Regions from separate parts of the Mus musculus genome. Here region 1 is linked to region 2. Evidence: chromatin contacts called from public HiChIP or PLAC-seq data. All regions are on one chromosome and are shown on one strand. The core of a region is the stretch at or near the end of the contact, and the rest is flanking DNA. Distances in the headings are between cores, read along the strand shown. Region 1 has its middle 16 kb from the start of Halr1. Region 2 has its middle 6.7 kb from the start of Gm32328.

What was found. HiChIP or PLAC-seq counts read pairs in DNA pulled down with a chosen protein or histone mark.
Region 1: a contact with region 2 is called in an H3K4me3 HiChIP or PLAC-seq map of embryonic basal ganglia, with 6 times the contacts expected there. The contact joins two enhancer-like sites. A contact is called at or near these places in 12 of 115 datasets of contacts at active chromatin or transcription factors (bone marrow-derived macrophages, craniofacial prominence, embryonic basal ganglia and 7 more).

What each region holds. Positions count from the first base shown.
Region 1 is chr6:52,115,812-52,122,831 of GRCm38.p6, forward strand. It overlaps the pseudogene Rps8-ps3. Among named protein-coding and RNA genes, the nearest start is that of Halr1, 16 kb to the left of the region's middle. Within about 2 kb of position 3,595, at least 32 of the 459 cell types and tissues checked have an H3K27ac peak or open chromatin away from gene starts, as enhancers often do. A contact at or near this core is called in embryonic basal ganglia, where this site is marked.
Region 2 is chr6:51,169,808-51,176,506 of GRCm38.p6, forward strand. No RefSeq gene overlaps it. Among named protein-coding and RNA genes, the nearest start is that of Gm32328, 6.7 kb to the left of the region's middle. Within about 2 kb of position 1,279, at least 215 of the 459 cell types and tissues checked have an H3K27ac peak or open chromatin away from gene starts, as enhancers often do. A contact at or near this core is called in embryonic basal ganglia, where this site is marked.

The DNA.
Region 1 (7,020 bases), core at 2,345-4,844, 950 kb after region 2:
TAGAAAGGAACAGAGGATTCCTAAGTGTGGATGGCTAGAACTTGAGCAGACCACTTAAGCGACACTGAGCCAATCTTCTCATTCCGGAATTTGTGAATAGTTTTCTACCACTAGATTGTAAAGGGTTAAATGAGAGAACAGGCTAGAAAAGTACTTTGTAAACTGTAAAGTTCCATTCCAGGTATGGGGTAGAGGAGATGTTATCTGGTTTAGCAGTGGAGTGCAAGATCAAACGTAGGTTAGAGGTGTGTGGGGGGAGGGGTGTTAAAAAAAGAAACTTAAAAGACCTCCCAGGGAGAGTAGCGAAGTTACAAACTTCCACACTGTTTCCCCTGCAGGGAACACTCACCCGGGCACAAAGGCAGACCCCATGGGTCAATCCCACCTTGAACAAATGTACGCCTTTCCATTTGCTACAGCTGTCTGGTGGTCAGAGGTGAAGAGCAGACCAGACAGCTGGCAAGACATGAAACAACGAGATGTAGGTATCACCTTAAAAAAAAAAAAAAAAAAGCACCTGTGGGAAATAGTGTGCGATCGAAAAGCAGCAGCAAGTGCTTGGGGCATTTCAGCTGGAAAGTGAGACAGAGGCAGACCCAAGACAGATGCAACCCACACCCTCCATCTGCAATCAGAGTGCCTCACATGTCAGAAAGCAAGTTGTCCTCCCTCAGGGCAATCTTGAAGGCTGTCAATGTTCTAGCCATGAGAAAACAAAAAATCTATATAGGACATTCCAACATGTGGAGGCCTGATAGGGCTGAAAGGCTCTATGGGAGTCTAACTAGCGCATGCTTCTCACTTGGTGGACTGGGGATGGCGGGTGGGCTTGCTTCACTGGGGAGGGGAGAGCGGTGTCTGAACCTGCCTGGGGACCGGCCACTGCTTCTGATCTAAGCCAGCAGAGCTGGGCAAACAACCTGGGTTCAAACCCAATTGCTTCAATAGCTACATTGCTTAACTGCAGTGGCTGACATGACTACCCTCCCACAGCTTCAGTTTCCTGGTCTGTAAAACAGGGGTGGGTGAGTAACAGCACTTTCCTCTGCGATGGTGCATGGCTCAGACTAAGTGATACCTGATAAGGCAATTAGGAAGTGCCTGGCACCAAAGCAGCTGTCAATAAGCATTGGCTATTACAGGACTGTTTCAGAAGGGAAGCTCGTTAGCTCATCTGGTTCCTAAGGTCCAGAGCTGTGTGAAAACAACTAAAATCTGCCCTGTACCGGCAAGCATACCAACGGACCTTACACACTCACAAACGTCTAAGAGACATTTCAAATGCTTCTGTGATTTTTTCCCCCACATTGGGGTGTTGTACCACGACAGGAATGTATAGGTCAAAGGACAACTTGCAAAAAAAAAAAAAAAAAAAAAAAAAAAAGTTTGTTCTTTCCCCCATGTAGGTCCCAGGAAGATTAAACTCAGGTCGTTGGGCCCATACCCACTGAGCCATCTGGTCAGCCTTCAAACTTTATGAACTAATTTAGATAAATCAGACGTGCATGCAGAAAGGCAGTGAATCTTGTGACTAAATATTCATATCAGAGCTGTAGTTAGCTCCAGCTGTGTCTCTCACATGCTAGGACACCTGGAACGAGTCACAGCTTTGTGTCTCTGTTCCACATCTATGAACAGAGAAGAATAAAATATCTAACAGTAAAGTAGAGACGAAGTAAGACAATGTATGTGTGGGCACAGGTTTCCATTCAGTCCTTGGCAAGTGAACAGTGCTTAATAGTTGGTTGCTATTATTACTTCATTCACTTGAAAAGCAATAGTCAGAAGAATATTTATTATTAAACTCAAGTGTTTAACCACTAAATTTGTGGTGTGTGTGTGTGTGTGTGTGTGTGTGTGTGTGTGTGGAGACATGTGTGTAGCCTGTGCACACGATGGAGATCAATGTTGTTCTTCTCTAACCCTCCCTACCATATTCCTTTGAGTCAGGGTCTCTCACTGAACCTAGTTAGCCAGCAGCCAGCAAGCCCCTTTAACCCATGTGTCTCTGCCTCCCGTACTGCTGTGGTCACAAGCGCGTGGACATGGATATTTACTTGGGTGCTTGGTGTACAAACTCGGGGCCTCATGCTTATACAGCACTCTTAAACACTGACCCACCTCTCCAGAGCCTCTTTTTATCTTAAACAATAGTGGAGATGGATCTTAGGGAGACAAGTGCTGTACCCTTCAGCTATATCCCCAGCCCCTATTCATTCGAAAGAAGGAGAGAGGGAGGGAGAGACTGAGGAAGGAAGGAAGAAAGGAAGGAAGGAAGGAACGAAGGAACGAAAGAAAAGAAAAGAAAAGAAAAGAAAAGAAAAGAAAAGAAAAGAAAAAAGAAAAGAAAAGAAACATGTCCTAAGCAGGGCTGGAGAGATGCCTCAATGGTTAAGAATGTGTTGTGCACTTTCCAGCCAGCACGGAGCCATGGGCACCTCTCAGGACAACTGGCACAAGCACTGCAAGATGGTGTGTGTGTGTGTGTGTGTGTGTGTGTGTGTGTGTAAGAGGAAACGCTACCACAGGAAGCGGAAGTATGAACTGGGACAGCCTGGGGCCAGCACTAACATCGACCCTCACACATTCCATGTTTGAGGAGGCAATAAGAAGTACCATGCCCTGAGATTGGATGTGGGTAACTTTTCCTGGCCCCTGAGTGTTGTACTCGAAAAACAAGGATCATTGATGTTGTCTACAAAGCATCTAATAATGAGCTTGTCTGCACCAAGACCCTGACAAAGAACAGCATCGTGCTTATTGACACCACACCATACTGGCAGCGGTTCGAGTCCCACTATGCACTGCCCCTGGGCCAACAAAGAAGGGGGCCAATCTGACTCCTGAGGAGGAAGAGATTTTAAACAAAAACCGATCAAAGAATACTCAAAAGAAATATGACGAAAGGAAAAAGAATGCCAAAGTCAGCAGCCTCCTGGAGGAGCAGTCACAACACAGCAAGCTTCTTGTCTGCGTTGCCTCAAGACCAGGCCAGTGTGGCAGAGCAGACGGCTATGTGCTCGGAAGGCAAGGAGCTGGAGTTCTATCTGCGGAAGATCAAAGCCCGGAAAGGCAAATAAACCATTATTCACAGCTCGTGTAATAAAGGTGTTTGCTGTTCTATATTAAAAAAAGAAATGTTGCTCTTACAGAGGACCAGAGTGGCTTACAAGTATCTTTGTCCTTTTTCTGTCCTCCACATTCACTTGCACACATCCACACACAGATACCCACCATAATTAAAAATAAAATAAATTTCTTTCCAAGTTCCCGAATGTGTACTACTTGCCAGACCCTTGAACACAGCCCTCTGTGTGCAGACAAAGCATCAGCTTTTGTCAGCTATGGCTATTGAACTCGGGAGTTTACTCTGCCAAGACTCAGCATTTCATTATTACCCACATTTATTAAAATATCTACATGATCTGACTGCAATCAGACTAAGTCAGGTAACAGCAACAGAAAAAAAAAAAAAAAAGAAAAGAAAAGAAAGCCTGTCACTTTAAGAATTTGTAACGTTGGTCCCATTAGCATTCCTCTCTGGTTTTATGCACTTGGTCTGTGCTGTGGGATGTAGCATAAATTATCTGCCTTCAGCAAAACGAACAGCTGAAATGCAGGATGGCCTGACAGTGCTTGTTAGACCATTAGCTACTGTGAGTGCTCACTGCGGACTGACTGCCTTTCAGCTGTCTCAAGAAGCCTTTAAGTGATTCAAAACCTAGAAGTCCAGTAACCCAGTATCCAAACCAGTCCAGTACTCAACAGCATGAGAGTTAGGGTTTAATTAATAAACAGCCCTCCAATGGTTATTTTAATGTAAAATATCACCACATTCCAACGTCTTTTGTATTAGTAAAAAGCCAGCCACAGTGAAAAAAAGTGAAGCAATGTTTTGGTAAAATCCTTTTAACAGATCTCTCTCTCTCTCTCTCTCTGTCTTCCCTCTGTATGTGTTAGCATGCAAGACATATATGTATATACATATGTATATATATGTGATATATATATGTATATATATGTGAGATATATATATATATATATATATAAAATAAAGTACTCAGTGTTTATTAACTGACCAATGGCAAGAATGCCACAGCAAACTCAGTGTATCCTTTATTGTGCCCGTTGATCTGGACATTCCTGTTGCCAGGATCTTTGCCTTCTACAAAATAGGTAGTATTTTTCTTTAATTTTTAAAAAGTGTATTCATGTGTGGATGTTTTGCTTGCATGTCTGTCTGTCTGTACACCAAATGCACGCCTGGTGCCTGTGGCGGTCATAAGAGTGGGTTGGATCCAGTACTAGAATTACAGTTGTGAACTGCATGTGGGTGCGGGGATTCCGGGCCCAGGTCCTCTGGAAGATCAGACTGGGTTTTTAATTTCGAGGCATCTCTCCAGCCTTTGGTAGTGTTTTTCTTTGCCCCACGTCACAGAGAAGATCTTTTGAAAGGCTTCTTTGAAACATTTCAAGCTAGCTACATCTCAAGACTCAGATCCTCTATGCAAATGATGCTTTGTTCACCAAGCCCACAGCCCTTCAAAGTAATGTTATGTTGAGAAATTCACTTTTTGTTGATGGTTTTTGCAATCAGTTCAATAACTGACTCACTTCAGGTTTGGGCGCTGTGCAGTGTCTAGTTCCCCAGTGCCCAGAGTGCCACCTGAAATGCTGCTGGACTTAACAGAGGTACCCTGAAGAGCTGGAGAACATGAAGAAGATGCAAACCTCCCAATCTTTGGCTTCACACCACTGTTCCTCGCACCACTGGACCAATGCCAGTTGGGTTCTTTAGGAACATAGAACTGGCTGGATTTGCTTACCACCCCAGCCACTTGAATCTCAGTTCTGGCTCTGGGTGTGTGATCCAGTGGTAGAACATCTGCCTGGGATGTACGCAACCCTGGATCTGAGCCCCAGCACCACAAAGACCATAAGTCCCAACTGCACACATCTGCCTATGTTTCTGGTGGCAGTGCTTGCTTTTCAGGGATTTTAAATAAATTTATTTGACAGGCACTTGATCTTCAGCTCTGAGAAACTCCCTCCCGTTCTCTCTTTCTTTCCAGCCCTTTCCATGTTCCAGTAGTAAAAAAGGTAAGAACATTTCTAAAACACAAAAACATTTAAGAGCTGGAGAGACGGCTCAGCTGTTAATAGAATGTACTGCTCTTATGGAGGAATTGAGTTCAGATTTCAACATCCAGGTTAGGTGGCTCACAATCACTGTAGCTCTAGCTGCAGGGGGCATCTGAAACCTCTGGGTTCTCTCTGCTCCTGCATTTTCATCCATCTGTACACACACACACACACACACACACACACACTTGATTACACACTCACACACACACTTGATTAAAGCATAAAATAAATCTTTAAAAAAAAAACCTGTTCATTTAGCTAAACCTTATCCTTCATATATCTCTCTCAACCCCACGTACTTTGCTTGCTCGATCTGAAACAGCTGGCCAAACTGTCTGTCATGTACCACTGGTCTTCCATGCCTGGGAGAACCCTTTTCAGCCCTGCACAGCTCAGTTCAGACACTGACATCCCTATGTCCTCACCCCCACATAGCTCTCGCCCCCAGATGTTTTCACAAGAGCTTGGAAAGAAGTGCAAGCACCCAGAGAAACCTGAGCACCAATTCATCACCCTCCTGGATCTTCCAGGTCTCCTTGCCCTTCCTGCAGGGGCTGACTTTATCTCTTCAACTCAGTTCTGAGTTCTTTGTCACACACACTGTTTTTCCCTCTCTGTGCCTGTGTCTCTGTCTTGCACTCTGTCTCTGTGTCTCTGCCTCTGCCTCTCTATGTCTCTAACTCTCACTCTGTCTATGTGTGTGTCTCTTTGCCCCCCCCCCCTTTAGGATCTGTGTTTTCTGGCTGCCTGGCTGGTCTGGAACTTGCTATGCAGACCAGGCTGGTCTTGAACTTATAAAGATCTTCCTGCCTCTTTCTTCTGAGTGTTGGTATTATAGGCATGCACCACCATGCCTGCTACTGGTCTATGCTCTCGTAACGATCAGGTAAGTGACTCTGTTTAATGCAGTCACAGTTTATGTGCTTAACAAGAGTTTAACACTCTAGCAAATAAGACAATAAATATTAAAAGACTTGTATGTGGATGGGTGCTCATATGTGTGTGGGTGTGTGCATTTGTGTGTACACACCAGAGGCCAACCTTGAGTTCTGTTCTTAGATACTATTTACCTTGTTTTATAAAATGGTATTTCTCACATGCCTGGAACTAGTCAAATAAACTAGACTGGCTGGCCAGTGAGCCCCAGGATCCACCTGTCTCTACCCTGGCTTTTTTTTTTTTCCGAGACAGGGTTTCTCTGTATAGCTCTGACTGTCCTGGAACTCACTTTGTAGACCAGGTTGGACTCGAACTCAGAAATCCACCTGCCTCTGCCTCCTGAGTGCTGGGATTAAAGGTGTGTGCCACCACTCCTGGCTTACCCTGGCTTTCCTATTATTATAGCATGTCCCACCCAAAACCAAGCTCAACTTCCTTTCCTTTCCTTTCCTTTCCTTTCCTTTCATTTCCTTTCCTTTCCTTTCCTTTCCTTTCCTTTCCTTTTTTCCCCTTTTTTCCCTTTTTTCCTTTTTTCCTTTTTTCCCTTTTTTTCCCTTTTTCCCTTTTCCCTTTTCTCCCTTTTCCCTTTTCCTTTCTCCCTTCTCCCTTTTTTCCCTTTTCCCTTCCCTTCTCTTCCCTTCCCTTCTCTTCCCTTCCCTTCCCTTCTCTTCTCTTTTCTTTTCTTTTCTTTTCTTTTCTCGTCTTTTCTTTTCTTTTCTTTTCTCGTCTTTTCTTTTCTTTTCTTTTCTTTTTCTTATCTTTTTTGGGTTTTTGTTTCTTTGTTTCTATTTTTTGTTGTTGTTTCTGGGGATTGAATTCAAGTCTTCATTTATTTTTTTTTTTAAATTTTTTTTTTTAAAGATTTATTTATTTATTATATGTAAGTACACTGTAGCTGTCTTCAGACACTCCAGAAGAGGGCGCCAGATCTTGTTA
Region 2 (6,699 bases), core at 29-2,528:
AAGAGGCCGCGTGGTCAACCCGTAATATGTTCGTGGAAACTGCAGAGCTCGCCTGTCAACTTGATTTTCTTTTCTTTCTTCCCTTCTCCCCTCTGAAAATACCATTAGCTCTTAGTCTGGCCTTGGGGTTGTGGTCGCACGAACACCTCTCTTCCTGATAAGTCCAAAGAGAAAAACATATACACTGGAGGTGCCAGAGATAAAGCTTTCCCGGGGTTTCATCCTCGTGTCTTCCGCTGGAGTTGGCAAAACAAAAGCGCTGCCCTAGAAACGATACTAAAGCACAGAAAGTCCTTCCTGTGACCGAGGTCCCAACACGAATCGCTGAAAGAGCCGGGTGTGTTAACTGCAAATGTGTCCGAAAGCAGCAACGCAACCTTCGGCTCCCGGGCTGCGACCAGGCAGGCATCTGGGGAAAGGAAGAGTGGTCGTTGGAAAATTAAGCTTTCCCCTCCAACTTTAATTTCACTTTAATTCCTAAAAAACCGAAAATGACACTCCCGAAGCGCGGCCGCCTCGATCCCTTATGGCCGCCCAGTTCCCTTTAAGGAAAAGTTTTTGCAAACACTGAATGTGTAGTTTACTCTAAAACTTGACTGGGCAAAAGTCTCAAGAGGAAGCTTCCCATTAAAGCAACAACCAACAAACTGATTTTCGTAATATGTAGCTTTCTAATAGTACAAGGGTGTCCCACTTCACTCGGTTATAAAATATAAAACTGTTTGGTTATTAATTTTTCTAAATTACTTGCAGAATTTGGGGAGAGTGCTGAGAGGCAAAGAAAAGATGAGCCTTATGCCATCTGGCGGTAACACGTGGAACTTCACGACAGCCACCAAATTCCACTGACCTGTAGGTCTGAACCTACAGGGATTTCTTCACCAAACGGCTGTGTAAACTTCGTCCTCTTGAGACGAAGAAGGACGATCTTCGTTACAGAAGATTAGATTTGAGGATAAAAATATTAGCAAAAACAAAAAACAAAAACAAAAAAACGGGGATAGATTCTGAAAGTCTGTAGCCACATAGATATTTTTAAATGAACCATCATACCTCTTGGGGAATTTTTAATGATCATTTATATTCAGTGACAAAAAAGTTTAAGAAAGGCTAAAGCGAGCAGTAGAATTGAGTATTTCGTACAGTTTGGCAGTAGTTTCTGCAGTACCGGCTACTGAACACGTGGGGGCGTACTCAAGTTTCCTCTGATCTCTGGTAATATGATTCCTTCACTTATTTGCATGACTTGTTGTGATTGGATAATATGTTTTAAAAACGTCAATTATACGTCAGACCATAGTTAGCCAATCAGCAGCCTATTGTAGCGTGATTGGTTTCCACTAGAGGTGTCAATCATCCGAAATTTGCATACTAGTCCTCCAACAGGCTGGAGCCTGTCAGTTTGCTGTGGCTGCTAGAAGAGCAGGAGTCGGACGGAGAAGAATGAAAATATACTTTTGCTCTAGCAAAGCGAAAGAAAAATATCGTTTTTACTCATCGTTTCAAAAATTAATTCAGCTATATATCTACCTAATAAAATAAGGACTTTCAATGAAACAAAAATAAGCAGCTATCAAAGCCTTGGTTATTAATTTTAGGTTTGCTGCTTAAAATATCAATAAGTAGTCAAACGAATAATAAAACTCCTAAAATTAAGCTAACAATTTTTTGTTACAAATGATCATTGTCAAATTAAAAATGAATATGACATTTATAAATAAATGTATTTACAAAATACTGCTTTCAGTACATAGGCAAGCTAAAAGCTTGGCTTCGTAAGAAAAAACACAGAAAAGAGAATCTAAAACAACATTTTTTACTTTATCAATAATGACACGCTTAGATCATCCTCTCCTCCGTATTTATTTACCGTGCATTCACAGACTGGAATGCTTTTGTTTGCACATTTCTCCTCACATAAACACTTTTTTTTTAACGGAAAAAAAATCTGTAGGGCCTGTGAAGAAGTCATGGACAGTTTTAAATTTAGAAATTCGTAAAGCCAAACACTTAGATTCTCGACTAGATCTTCCAGGAATATTGTAATTTAAAACATGCCCAGCTTCACAAGGCGTTTATTATTGCCCTAAAATACGTGCAGGAAGGAATCCGCGGCCGGCCGGAGTGAGGAAACAATCCGGGCCTCTCGCTTCCAGACGCTGGAATTTGGATGCAAGCGGGCAGCGGCCCAGCGGCTGCAGCTGCAGACACCGGCCCTCGCCTCTCAAGAATTTTGTAGCAGGCGTTAACAGGCATCTACACAAACCGGGTTTGATCCTTCTGTATAAAGCCGGTCCTGGAATGATTTCCAAATTTTCCACTCAGTAGTGAGCGGACTTGTCCTTCCGCGGTTTTGTCTTTTTGTTTGTACGTATGTTTGGGGATGGGGCGGGTAGTTTTGTTTGTTTATTTGTTTGTTTGGTTTTTTTTCTGTCACTATTCTTTAGTGGCTGCACTTTTCTAATTTTCTTCCTTTACGTATTTTTTTCCTCTTTATTTATTTTTTTTCCTTCCACCCAAGCACTCTTACAGTGTGTCTTTTTCTCGGGCCTCTTCGATTACAAGCCGCTTAGAGAGCTGTGGCAGATGTGTTTGTGAGAAGCCACACAGGGCTGGAGTGATGCTGGCTATTAGTGGAGTGCCTAGGACTACGATACCTGGGACATTGAGGGCTTGAATTGTGTGCTTTTCCGGAAATGCACGAATAACACGGCTATAAAAATAAACTTCTGGCGATTTTAAGTGGATTCCTAGAGGAAAGCAAGCCTCCTATTTCTCTTTACTCCCTACCAACAGTTAGCCTGGTGAAGACCGTCCTCAGTGAATCCCTTCCAGGCCCTCCTAGAGGATCTGTGGAGGACCGGGCACAACAATCTGACTCAGCGGGAAATGCCTGCAGCTAGGACTGCACCCCACCAGTGTCAGCACCCACCACCTCGCCATAGGTCTCTTTCACCTTAGCTCTCTTCCTTCTCCTTACACCTCATTTCTTTCTTTCTCTCCCCCCCTTCCTTTCTCTCTCTCTCTCTCTCTCTCTCTCTTTCTCTCTCCATCCCTCTCCCTCTTTCTTTTTTCTATGTGTCTCTGTCTCTGTGTGTCTCTGTCTCTGTGTGTCTCTGACTGGCTCACTCATCCACGCACGCGCACTTGTTTCCCCCTGGCTGTCAATCACACCCGCACACCCTAGAACGCTTGCGCACTGGAAAAATCCAGCCTCCCACCAACCCCACGCCCTTTCTACTCGTCACCCTGCCATATTGACCAATAAGAGCATGGATCTGGGGGCGGACTTCGAGAAATAAACCAATGAGAGAGCGATTGGAAGCTAAGGCTCAAGAGAAGTAAATCCTTCGTGGTCCGCATTGAGTCGCTTGGGCGATGATTTATGCGCCCCTTTTATTATTTGTAACACTTTGGGAAGTTATTAAGAGGAAGATCTACTGCTTCCTCTTTTGGGGGTGGAACTGGATAGTAATATTTGTCACTGGCGGGTTTTAGGGTAGAGTGGTGCGAGGTGGAAGGCCGTCGGAGACTGGTTTGTTTTGTGGGTACTGTTTTTCATTACACGACAGATTACCCTTTTCATTACAAGCTGTAGACAGGGCCAACTTCGAAGGTCTTCTTGGCTGAATGATCTTGGATTACTCAGAGAGCTGAAACCTGATGCCTTTTGACTTGCCTGTCTATACCCCCGGCACTAGAAGGAGCCATTTGGGGAAGATGTTGCAACCTCTAGTTGCAAGAGAAAGTAAACAGACTCCCCTCACTCAGGTCCCCTCCCGAGCACCGAGCAAATCTCCTTGTGCTTTTCCCGCCTGGATGCTCATTAAGTCTTAGTTGACTCTGAGGCGGATGCAATAAAACATGGATGGTTTCAGAACCCCAAACAAACCGAGTTTCTGTTTTACTCTCAGCCGGACCACACCCCCTGCCTCTCCACTCTCCCCCCACCCCCACCCCCCCAAGGAAATTGCATTTTCAACTAGCGCCTCCGGGAAAGAACTGCGGGAGACGATTCCGCTCGGAAGCTTGAATGTCGGGGAGGGGGGAATAAAGAGCAGCGTGGAAAGAGCACCCCACAGTCCCGGGCCCTGGAAGACTGGAGAGCTAAGAGGACCATCCAGGAATCCGCACTACCCGGAGGTGTGATGAGCTAAGCGAAGTTAGCACTCGCCCAGAGATGAAGGCCAAGCACCTCAACCTAGCCCTCTTCCCGGGAAGGCCAGCCTCCCTGGGGGACTAGGCTAAGGGCTTTGGATGGGAAGAAAGTGCCAAAGAAAAGAAGAGTTACAGATTTGCTACCTCTGATCTCCCAAACAGAAAGTGGATGTTCAAACGTTAAACACTATTCCCGGAGGACAGGGATGGGGGAGGGGTCTTTCTGTTTCTAGACCACTGACAGGAACTCGGTAGCTAGTGTCAAAAGATTTCTATTTGAAATTAAGAAAAACAATGCAAAAGGGCTTGTTAGGGCATAGGCGAGGGGAGAAGAGACAACCGGAGTAGGAGGAGAGCGATGGAAGGAACAGGAACTGTTTGATCCTGGGAGTGGACGGGAGGAAAACAAAACAACGCACTTCAAAGCTCGGGGCCTAATCCTCCTCAGGTTAATTTCTGCTTCCTAAAACGTTGATAAGCACCATAAATCACTCGACCAACCCCCACCTCGCTGATCTTGCCCGGAGGGTACTCTCCCCCTGGTCTGCCCCCAGGGGCTCGATGAGTCTCCTGTGCTCAGACCTGGGCCTCCAGGGTGGGAGACATTCCTGGGTTTTGGGCTGCGGGATGAGTGCACGGGAATCAGCAGACAGAAAGGTGCTGGAAGAGGTGCGGGCCTGACCTTGGAGGAAGTGGAGTGCAGATGCATTCTGTCTGACCCTGGGGGTTGTCTGTCTGGCGCGCTGTTTGAAGGAGGTTACAGCTTGTTTAAAGATTTGCAAAACTGAGGAGCCGCAAAGATTAGAAATGCCAGCCTGAGATTTATCAAATGACTTCCGGTAGCAGAGCCGGGTTTAAACCCAGGCGGGCTTGCGTCTCCTGATGGCGAATTCTGGACCTGGGCCACTGTGCAGGACTGGCCAGGTGCGCGAGGAGGAACACAGAAGCGATGGGGCCAGAAAAGGGTCTGCCTTAGGTCCCCAGGGGGCTCACTTTAAGTCCCAGTCTTAGCTGTGTCAAGCTAAGTGAATGTCAAGCCAAAACCTCTCCACAGGCCTTTCTGAGCAGAGCGCCTCTCATCCACCCGCGCCGCTGTCTGCAAATGAACCAAATACCTTGAAATTGATAGATGCTAGGGGTGTTGTCCCTGAATTCCCCCGCTGGCCTTCCTTGCTTGAGGAGGAATCCAGGCCTGGATGTACTATCTGGAAAAAGCTAAAGGTGTTTTAGGACTAAACACTTGTGTTCAGAGCAGGCATATTGTTTAAATAAAATGTTAAAATAAAATAAAACATGACTAAACAAAATGCTAAATAAAACGAAACATGTCAAAAGTCTGAGACATGCATCACGGGGTGGGGGGTTAAGAGTAGGCTCATGCCTAAGTTCAGAGCCAGCCCGGTCTACATAATAAGAATAAATAAATACTTAAAGGAAGAAAAGAAAGAAAATGAGAGCTGAGACAAATTGAGTGTTGAGTGCATAAAGAGCTTTAGCTTATGGGATACTTGGGATTGTGGCAGTCTTGCAGGAGAGGGCACAAATCCTTCCCTCTATGAATGACTGTGTCCCTAGACACGCCTCAGGTGTGCAGATCAAATAGCTCCCCTACACTTACTGCATGCACCAGCAAACCTCTCCGATTAACAAAGATACTACAGCAGTGGGCCGACTGGCCTAAAACAAATATCTAAAGGATCAAGAAAACCAAAATGGAGGGGAGAATCCATTACTGAACCTTAGTGAAGTCCCTTCTTTGCCTTGGAAAATTCAGGGGATGCAAATGTCCCTGGATATTATTAGATACTGAGATGTACATCCAAAAATAAGAAAAAGAAAGACAGACAAAAGAGAGATCAAAGCGTTTGTTATCTCCGATAAATAATTACTTTGTCACACGTGTAGATATTCTTTTGTCCTCAAAAGAGAAGGTGATGTGATTGTCTATAATGCTACAGGCTCAGACCCAAAGGACTACGTTTCCACCTTGGGAAAAAAAAATAACTCTAAACAAAATGTTAACGGTTTTCAATATTACATCAGCAGCTAGTAATAGCGTTAAATCCTGGTATGTGGGGGCTTGAAAAATTGTTCCTCTCCACTCCCTTCCCCCCACAAGTGAAAACTAATCTGGTCTCCAAAATAGAATATTCTTGATCTACCAACAAGGGACAGAGGACAAGGGACTGTAAAGAGAAGACCTACTGCATGTTCTACTGAAACATAAGGATCAAAAGCAAAAGGAAAAAAGGAAAAAAGAAAAAAAAAAACAATGACAAATTTGAAGAGATTTTCAGTCACATCTGTCCCAGGTGTCAGATCTCTCTGCTTGTGCTTTGGTTTTGGTTTCTGCAATGATCCACCAGCCCTGTGGTGCATATACTCCAGCGATGCAGCTGCAGCAATGCAACGCTGTCTCGGTCCCTGGGTCAGGTGTGAAGGCTGCTAAGAAGCCTGGAGAGCCAAGACCCAGAAACCCCTGAGCCCGGCGTGCAGGCTTGCAGAAAACCATCGGGTTTCTTGGTTTCTTGGTTTGTTTGT